Regions from separate parts of the Mus musculus genome. Here all the other regions are linked to region 3. The links are chromatin contacts, called in public HiChIP or PLAC-seq and promoter capture Hi-C maps. All regions are on one chromosome and are shown on one strand. Each heading gives the region's core, a stretch centred on a gene start, on an enhancer-like site or on the middle of the called end of the contact. The rest is flanking DNA. Distances are from core to core; before and after follow the strand shown.

Region 1 (2,827 bases), core at 51-2,550, 57 kb after region 3:
CCCAGCACACAGCCTTGTGCACAAGCCTGGGAGGCATTTCTCATCCTTGACAGCCCAAAGTGGGGCTGCTGGGTCTTAGTGGTAGGCACATTTAAAATTTTAATAGCCACTTCCAAACTACCCTCCCCAAAGGCTGCCAGAGTTTATACTTTCACCCCCACCTGTCTTTAAACAAGTTTATGGGGATTGTAAAGTATTTACACACACACACACACACACACACACACACACACACACACACACACTCAAACACCCAGGCTTGCTTCTCCAGCTGGCCTCAGAGAAAGAGCAAAATATAGCCCATGAGACGGAAAAGCATTTAGTAAGGAGATTGAGAGGGAACTCACAGCTTCACTGAGTGTGGTAGTGTAAATGTGGGTGTGAGTGTCTGTTGGTCTACACTGCCCTACTTATCCAACCAGCAATCCACAACCACACACCACACTCAACTCATCCAACCATTCAACAGCCACGTATCTCCTACCATGGACTTTACCATTCCTTCATCTGTCTATCCATATACCCATCTGTCCAACATGGCATCCACTTACCTATTCATCCATCTATCCATCCACCTACCCACCCACCCATTCACCTACCCATCTACCCATCCATCCATCCATCCACTCAGCCATCCACACACCCCGTTGATATTTATACAAGGATTCCTAGACACTGGAGCAATGCCAGGCTCTGTGGGCAAAACCAGCAAGGAAGAATTAAGCATTCACGGAATCTGCGCTCCAAGAATTCACAGACAAGTAGGAAGGGGAAAACAAAGCTACTGAGAGGTACAAATGAAAGGGATAATGGGTTAAAAGTGCCCAGGAGGACAGAGATAGGGACAGGGGACTTTGTATCTCACGGGGTACTCTTCTAGGGTCCTACAGGAGAAGTGTGACACAGGGGACTTCTGACGGCAAAGGTTGCGGATTCAAACCCTGCTGACTCAGAACCAACCCTGGGGTTGCTTTTGCTTCTGTCCCCACTAATACCTGCGGGCAAACCTGAGCATAGATCATCTTCTACAGGAGGGGTAGCAGGGGATGGTCAGACACAATCCCAGATATCAGACAAGTTCCAAACTGAAGTAGGTATGAAGAACATATTCTCAGTGCTTAAAACCAGGACGCATCGCTCAACGCACAGAAGAGTCTGAGGGAACCTCTGCCCGCCCAGCACAACTGCTCCATGTCACCCTACAGCCTTCAGCAAGTTCACGCTCTACAGAATGAGGACAGCCCTGTCCCCACCCTGCCCCAGAAGCCTGCTATGGGAGTGCATGAGGTCACCCCGAGACCTTCCCGTCCCTGGCAGCTGCTGTCATCAGGCCAAGCTCCCTGGCCCCTGGCTTACACAGCATACCCTGAACTCCGGGATTTTGTCTAGTGTCTCGACACAGGACCGTTGCCCTTGCATGGCTGTCTCCATTTCAAAATGTGCCCCCCTTCCTGCAGGCATTCCTACTTCTGGCCTGCCAAGACTCCATAAACTTTATATAGTTTCCATAAATCCAACGGCCCCTTTTTTCCTCTCACGTTGTAAAGGTCTAGGAAACAGTTTCCCTGGCGAGGTCTGGCCAGCTCATGGAGTGGCTGAGGGGGCCCCGCGCGGGCAGCAAGGAAGTAATAACAGCACTGTAAAATTGCCATCCCAGCTCTGCCTGGCCAGGGGGCGTGCAGGAAAACCAGGAAGGGTGGGGTGGGGTGGGGTGGGGTGGGGTGGGGTGGAGGGAGAACACCAGGCTCAGGACCCCAAAGATTGGGCAAAGGAGGGGCAGGAGACGGGAGGCCCCACTGTCCAGCTCAAGGCTACAGGTCCAAATTCTCAGGTGCGATTCTGCCTCTGGCTTTGAAAAAAAAGAAAAAAAGAAAAAGAAGGATCATTTCCCTCTTCTTCAGGCCCCAGGGGGAGGCAGGCTGAGGAGCTGGAAGCCTCAGAGAAAGGGACACATCCGGGGCGTTAAAGCAGATATCTTCAGATATACGCACAGTCTTCACCCCTAACCCAGGAAACATCTCTTCGCCATGGATGGAGATCATTACAGAAAACCACAACCAATCAAAATGCAGAGCTGTGGAGCCTAGTGATGGTTCATCTCCAAAACACTCCTGCACCTAAGGCTCAGGGCTCACTGCGGAGGGATGAGGGGCCAGGAAGGCTGTGGGAGCCCGAGGATTGGGAGCATGGTGGAGTTCACTGTTACATTGTGTCTCCTGGGAATGGGAGAAGCTGCGCCCATCACCAGCAGAACCAGGACAACAAAAGACAAGCTAACATGGATGTGGGCACAGGGGCAGGGAGATGAGAGGAGCCCAGAAGGCTTCAACCCTACACAAAGAACTACAGACACCCAAGGAAAGGCGGGGGAGGGGGGAACGCAAGGGGCCAGAGGGGAGACACAGTCTTTCCCAGGGACGAACACAGCACTTGGTTGTCCAGTGCTAAGTGGTCAACCCTAAAAACGCACATGAGAGTAGGAAAATTATTTTATGTATTTGGAAATATCTCTCTCTCTCTCTCTCTCTCTCTCTCTCTCTCTCTCTCTCTCTCTGTGTGTGTGTGTGTGCAACAACAATGAGGAAAAAGGCTATGCATTTGAAGAAAGCAAGTAGGGTATATGAGAGGGCTTAGAGGGGGGAAAGGGAAGGAAAAATGATGTAATTATACTAATCTCAAAAAATAAAAGAAATAATTAAAAACAAAGAGATTCGTTCAAACTTGTGGTCTTCTGTCTCTATGGTCATATTTCTCCAAAATTTACTTCAAATACAGTATTCTCTCTGTAATACTTCTGTTCTTCCCAGCCCAGGGGGGAAATCTAATG
Region 2 (2,700 bases), core at 3-2,502, 52 kb before region 3:
GCGCTGTCTTCTACATCCCTGGCACTGTGCAGACTCTTCATTTTCACAAGGAGTTATACTTCAAAGATGCTCTCCAAAACACAAAAGGCATTTGAAAAGTGTGTGTGTGTGTGTGTGTGTGTGTGTGTGTGTGTGTGTATCTCTTGATAGTACAGTCTACTGTTCTCACTCTCTCTCCTAGGAGGCATTCAGAGACTGAGCTGTGACCCAGGGGCAGAAGGAACTGGAAGGACCTTGCGTCCATAACCACTCCGACTCTGGGACTCCCTAGTGATTATGTGTACGGCACCAGATGAAAGTCTGAGAGTGTGTGCTAGGAACGAAGGACTGAGTCAGCAGAAAAGGACAGAAAACACAAGTCCACGCTGTAACATGTAACGCAGGAATGCCCTGGCATGTCACTGCTACCTAAAGGATCAAATATTAGACAGAAGAGGAGGCCTGCTGGCCTGTTTTTAGTAAAAATGAAGTACTTTTTCTAAGGTTCAAATTCTTCACTTTTCTAAGTGTGTGTGAGTGTGTGCATCATGTATTCGAGAGTGTGTGTATGTGTGTGTGTTATAAATTAATAGCAAATGCCATCCTCAGACTTAATTTGCATTAAAATGCTCTTAATGTTTTCCAGCTAAGTTGCATTTCTGTGATAAGTCAAATCCTACGTGAGTTATAAATAAACTCAGCAAGCAGGCCTACATCAGAGCAGGCCTCAGAGACCCACCACCTACAGACACTTAGGACTCATTGAGACAGAAATGTCAGAAACAAGGCATGGGAAGATACTAGTCACAAACCTGTAACAGAAACGGCATTATCATTAAAGCCTGAAGTAAAAATGAAATAATGCGAGCCCATTTGTCATCAATACAAAATAAATCTGGCAAGCGAGACGCCTGAACAGATGAGAACTTCAAAGAAGTACAAGACAACTGACCCCCAGCCACAAGCTGGGAGTCCAGGCCTCCGGGCTGCCCCCTGGTGGCTTGAGGACAAGACAAAGGAAGCTGTAGCTACTAAAGAGAATTCTCCAGTCTGTGGCCCGGTTTAAAGTCTTTATAGTAGTACACTGCAACCTTCCCATACAGCGGCGGCGAGCTGTCGTCAGGTTGGCAAGAGGAAATAGTTCCAAGCTAGCACTGCCCAAGCTAGTCTGTGCTGAACTGAATTCTTCCAGACACAGCCTGGAGATCACAGGTCACTGCAGAGTCACTCCAGCAAATGGCTAAGGCTACACTGTAACATGAGAGGGAAGGAATCTGAGAGGGCTCTGATTTTATTTCTAAGTGGAAACATAACAGAAGTTTATGCCTCTGGAATGGGGAGGGGAGGTAAGAGAAATCACACTGCACCAAAACCAACACTATTTCTGAAGTCACAGACGGCCTGCCAACACATGAAATATCTACTACATGGCAAACGTACAGCAGAAAGAAAACAACAAAAAACAACATTCTTCAGTCAACACAAACAAAAAGCTCCATGCTGAGAGCTTACCATTTCATCCTTTTCCCACTTCTCTGAGTTACTTTTGTCTTGGTTTACCACATAACCAGGAGGAAGCCAATTCACAGGAGGATCGAATATCGACACCACCATGCGGCTGGGCAGTCCCTTCTTCTTGCCAAGGCGATACAGGTTACAGTTGCTGACCTTCGGCAGAAAAGAGTCACAAACACTTACCCATACATGGCCATGGCTGGGAGATACAGTGTGCCAATACATTTTTGCCAGTGTTTTTGTATTGCACGATGGTCAGCAGTTATAAGGACTACACAGTTAAAATAACAACTCTAGATTTCCAAGTACTAGACAGCCTTCCACGTCAAATATTTGATCCAAAATGGAATCCACAAAAACCTAATGTATATAAACTCCTCTCCTCATAAATAAGTCAAAGAAAGAGTTCAATTTCAAAGTTTTAAATCACAGACTGACAATATGAAATTCAAGATGACAAGTGAGGCTGGGAGCAGTTGTCAAGACCATGGAACTCAAGATGTCATGATATTCTCAGTGAGAAAAGGGATGAATATGTTGTAAGGTGAGAACCATCACCATACAAAACAATTGTTATCTCTTGAGTCTAAGCATCAATAATGTGACACCAACCCTCTCACTCTCAAATATTGCTCTTTGTGTGGTGGATAGCATTCAGCACTGGAGTAAAAGGTGCTAAAGAACAGCTGCTGCGCAGGACACCACCTAGGTGGCTTTACTATCCTCCTTCCAGTCCTTTTGCCTTTCCTAATGGCTCTACCATGACCCTAATTTACTTAAAACCTGACATTTCTGTCTAGTTCTCACTTGGAGACTAGCAGCTATCACCATTAATCTCATTCCCTGTTTCTAAAACCTTACTGGAATACTTCAGGAGCCCTTTCCATGTAACTCAGATGCTACTTAGCCAGCATCTGGTACCCACAATCAGCACTGGCCACAGTCTGGTAGAAAGCGTGCAAAGAGACAGAGAAACGGTCCTTGCAATGTAGCAGGCTGTGTTTGAAACTACCACGAGTCAACACACCTCTCAGCTGTCTACCATGGAACCAATATACATAAATGTTGGTTTCCTTTTCCATGACATGTGAGAGCATCCCAAGAGGAAGACAGCAATAGGAGGAAAATATTCTAAGTCAAGAGAAAAGCTCAGTGGAACAGAAAGGCTACAACTAAGGACTTGTTGTGAGGCACAATTCCAGCAGC
Region 3 (2,756 bases), core at 251-2,750:
AGGAAGACAACTACATTATTAATGCAGTTGCAAGGTCTTTTATCACCCAGTTAAAGCCAACCGAGTCATCTTTTGGAGCCACGTGTAAATTCACAAACTTAGGCTACTACATTGATCACTAAAAGCAGCCCTTGGTGCTGACAGTTCTATAAAATACACTCCAGTCATGATATTGTGCACTGTTTATATTACACACTGCATGTTTCACAGGTAGCCTGAAAAGTGAAACAGATTATTCCAGAACTCAGTCCCCAAAGATATCAAAAAGATATTTCCAAAAACACCCAAACTACTGCTTGCTACAAGCCTCACCCAGTATTCACCTTTCGGTTACATTTCAGGTCCTTGGTTACCATGAAAATTTTTGCCTAGAAAACTTAAAATGTTTATACCAATGAATTTCCAACTCAGCGATCCTACTTTACAACAGGTTTGAAAAACATATCTCAAGTTGCTTAACTCTTGAACTGCATCCTTTCCTACTGACTTACAGTGAGGTTCCTCAGAAAACTAACAATCAAAGATTCAGAAACTCAGGAGCGAACTCCCAAGTAAGTCTCTTTCACCCGATGACGTCTTTCAACACTTGATCACCATAATACTTAGGGCATCATATATCGGTAACTAACCCTTTAATCACAAGTCTACTCATAAAAGCAAGGACTATTACAGATCATAGACTCCCAGTCATCCATTTGGGCAAGTCTTCAGGACACTGGCTCTGTCCTGAAGGCAAAGTCACAAGGGCAGCTCATCTCTGCTAGGCAATCCACACCAATTTGGTGTGCTGGCTGGAGATGCACACAGATTTGGCTGAACGAAAGCCCCTTAAGCAAAGACCCTTCTTCGCAAGGTCCAGACGACCTAAAAGGGGAGGGGCACAAAACATGGCCTGGGCCACCCACCCCCTAGGGCCAGCCTTGGTCACCTGCCAATAAACACACAACAGTCCTTCCCAGGGCTCCAGCCCGCACCTCGCTGAGGCCTTGTCCCCCTCCAGATCCTCGGAGGCATCCAGGGGTCCCGCGCCATTTGGCAGGCCCGGGTCGCTCCCGAGACGCCGGCCCGCGTGGATACCTCCTGTCTTCTCCCGGGCTTCGAACGCGGAACGGGACCTGTCAAAGGCCGCTCCTCCTAAGGCGGGGGTGCGGAGAGGCCCGCGTGGACAGTTCTCTGCCCGGGCTCGGCGTCGCGGCCTGCTCCCGGCGCCCGCGCGGGCCTCGCGCAAGAGGCGGGCCGGGCATCGCCGTCCCCCGGGCCCGGACACAAAGCGGCCCAGCAGGGAGCCCGCCTCACCTGCAGCACTGGGCGCCGCGGGCCTTCCAGAACCATCGGACCCCGCTCCGGCGCGCGCGTCACAGCCCAGGCCTCCCGGTGCCGCCCGGCGCCGCCGCCGCCGCCGCCATTTCCTGCCGCTCGCCGTCGTCTCGTTCCCGCTGTCAGGTTACTCCATTCACCTGGGCCCGGAGCCGCCCGCGCCGCACCGCGCCGCGCCCCGACCCCTCCCGCCCGCGCCTGCGGAGACTGCGCAGCGCCCTGCTCGCCCGCAGCCCGCGCTCGGCCCGCGGCGACGGCGCACAGCGGCTTGGAGAATCCCACCGGCGTCGCGCCGCCGCTCCGCGCCCCCTCGCTCGCTCGCCCCGCGGCCGCATGAAAGCCGTCCTGTGATTGGACGGAGCGCGGAGGTGAAAGGTTAACCCCGGCCCCCCAGCCACTCAGAAGCCGGGAGACAGCAGACTCGGGCCGAGGCCGCGTCGGAGGCCCAATGCGAAGACCGAGCTCTGCAACGCAGTCAGCCAGCCTGCCGGCCGGCCGGAATCCTGAACGCGCCGCTGGGGCTACGCAGTCCCAGCTCCCGGCTCCTTTCCCTTCCTGATGATGGCACACATCGCCCCCATCCGCAAGCCCCGCTGCACCGCTCTTTTGGTCCAAAGAACTGATCTCTTTGGGCAGCCCTCAAAACCAACTTGAATAACCAGAAAATGCCCGCGGCGTGCAAACTTGGTTTTATAAGGCTGAGCTTTCTGCTGCGTCTTCTTGCTGAGATCAGAGGAGTAAAGAGACCGACTTAAAGAAAACCATCTTAGTGTAGGACCCTCCCCCACCTCCGTGTAGGCATCTTGGAAAAAGACTCCGGAATAGACTGGTACTCCAGGTGAGGGATGGACGCTTCTAGCCCCGGGCTTCTCTCAGCCACTGGAAGCGCTTACCTGTCCGTCTGAACTATGTCCAACAGTCCCACGTAGTGGTTGTTACCTCTCCAAATTAAGGCTAATCTTTAATAAGTGCAAGTGATTTGTTTATTTGAATAAATACTAGTGTCATTTGTTTCAATTTTTTTATTACTGTTATTTCGAAAGTAGGTCTCACTATGTAGACCAGGCTGTCCTCAAACTCCGCCTGCCTCTGCCTCTCAATTTTTGGGTTTAAACGTGTGTGCCACGCCGGGCGTGGTGGGGCACGCCTTTAATCCCAACACTTGGGAGGTAGAGGCAGGCGGATTTCTGGGTCCGAGACCAGCTTGGTCTACAGAGTGAATTCCAGGACAGCCAGGGCTATTACACAGAGAAACCCTGTCTCGGGAAAAAAAAAAGATATTTTTTTAAAGACTAACTCCTTGTCCATTAGCAGATGTTTCTGATTTCTTTACCTTTAACTTGGAGGCAATATGGTCCATTTGTTTTGTTTTGTTTTGTTTTGTTTTGTTTTTCGACACAATGTTTCTCTGTATAGCTCTGGCTGTCCTGGAACTTGCT

What was found. Promoter capture Hi-C pulls out the DNA fragments that hold promoters and counts their contacts. HiChIP or PLAC-seq counts read pairs in DNA pulled down with a chosen protein or histone mark.
Region 1: a contact with region 3 is called in an H3K4me3 HiChIP or PLAC-seq map of embryonic limb bud, with 2.5 times the contacts expected there. The contact joins the enhancer-like site here to the promoter of Dicer1 in region 3. A contact is called at or near these places in 2 of 39 promoter capture datasets (the C10 cell line and the HPC-7 cell line), 1 of 15 datasets of contacts at CTCF or cohesin (pro-B cells), 11 of 484 Hi-C or Micro-C datasets (the 63-12 cell line, B cells, the HPC-7 cell line and 8 more), 7 of 115 datasets of contacts at active chromatin or transcription factors (the 230-238 cell line, embryonic limb bud, embryonic stem cells and 1 more) and 1 of 9 other capture datasets (embryonic tail).
Region 2: a promoter capture Hi-C map of second pharyngeal arch cranial neural crest shows a contact between it and region 3, with 2.0 times the contacts expected there. The contact joins the enhancer-like site here to the promoter of Dicer1 in region 3. A contact is called at or near these places in 5 of 39 promoter capture datasets (cranial neural crest, embryonic stem cells, frontonasal cranial neural crest and 2 more), 12 of 484 Hi-C or Micro-C datasets (the C10 cell line, the G1E-ER4 cell line, Th1 cells and 5 more), 8 of 115 datasets of contacts at active chromatin or transcription factors (the SCID.adh cell line, T-cell acute lymphoblastic leukemia, embryonic stem cells and 3 more) and 3 of 9 other capture datasets (adipose tissue, liver and pancreatic islet).

The regions. Positions count from the first base shown.
Region 1 is chr12:104,807,346-104,810,172 of GRCm38.p6, forward strand. The region is part of intron 1 of Clmn (calmin); the gene reads right to left. Among named protein-coding and RNA genes, the nearest start is that of Clmn, 56 kb to the right of the region's middle. Within about 2 kb of position 1,301, at least 15 of the 459 cell types and tissues checked have an H3K27ac peak or open chromatin away from gene starts, as enhancers often do. A contact at or near this core is called in embryonic limb bud, embryonic tail and muscle stem cells, where this site is marked.
Region 2 is chr12:104,698,874-104,701,573 of GRCm38.p6, forward strand. Dicer1 (dicer 1, ribonuclease type III) reads right to left here. Exons shown (of 27, transcript NM_148948.2): 22 at 1,492-1,647. Among named protein-coding and RNA genes, the nearest start is that of Gm31573, 38 kb to the left of the region's middle. Within about 2 kb of position 1,253, at least 24 of the 459 cell types and tissues checked have an H3K27ac peak or open chromatin away from gene starts, as enhancers often do. A contact at or near this core is called in second pharyngeal arch cranial neural crest, where this site is marked.
Region 3 is chr12:104,750,452-104,753,207 of GRCm38.p6, forward strand. Dicer1 (dicer 1, ribonuclease type III) reads right to left here and starts at 1,501. Exons shown (of 27, transcript NM_148948.2): 1 at 1,297-1,501.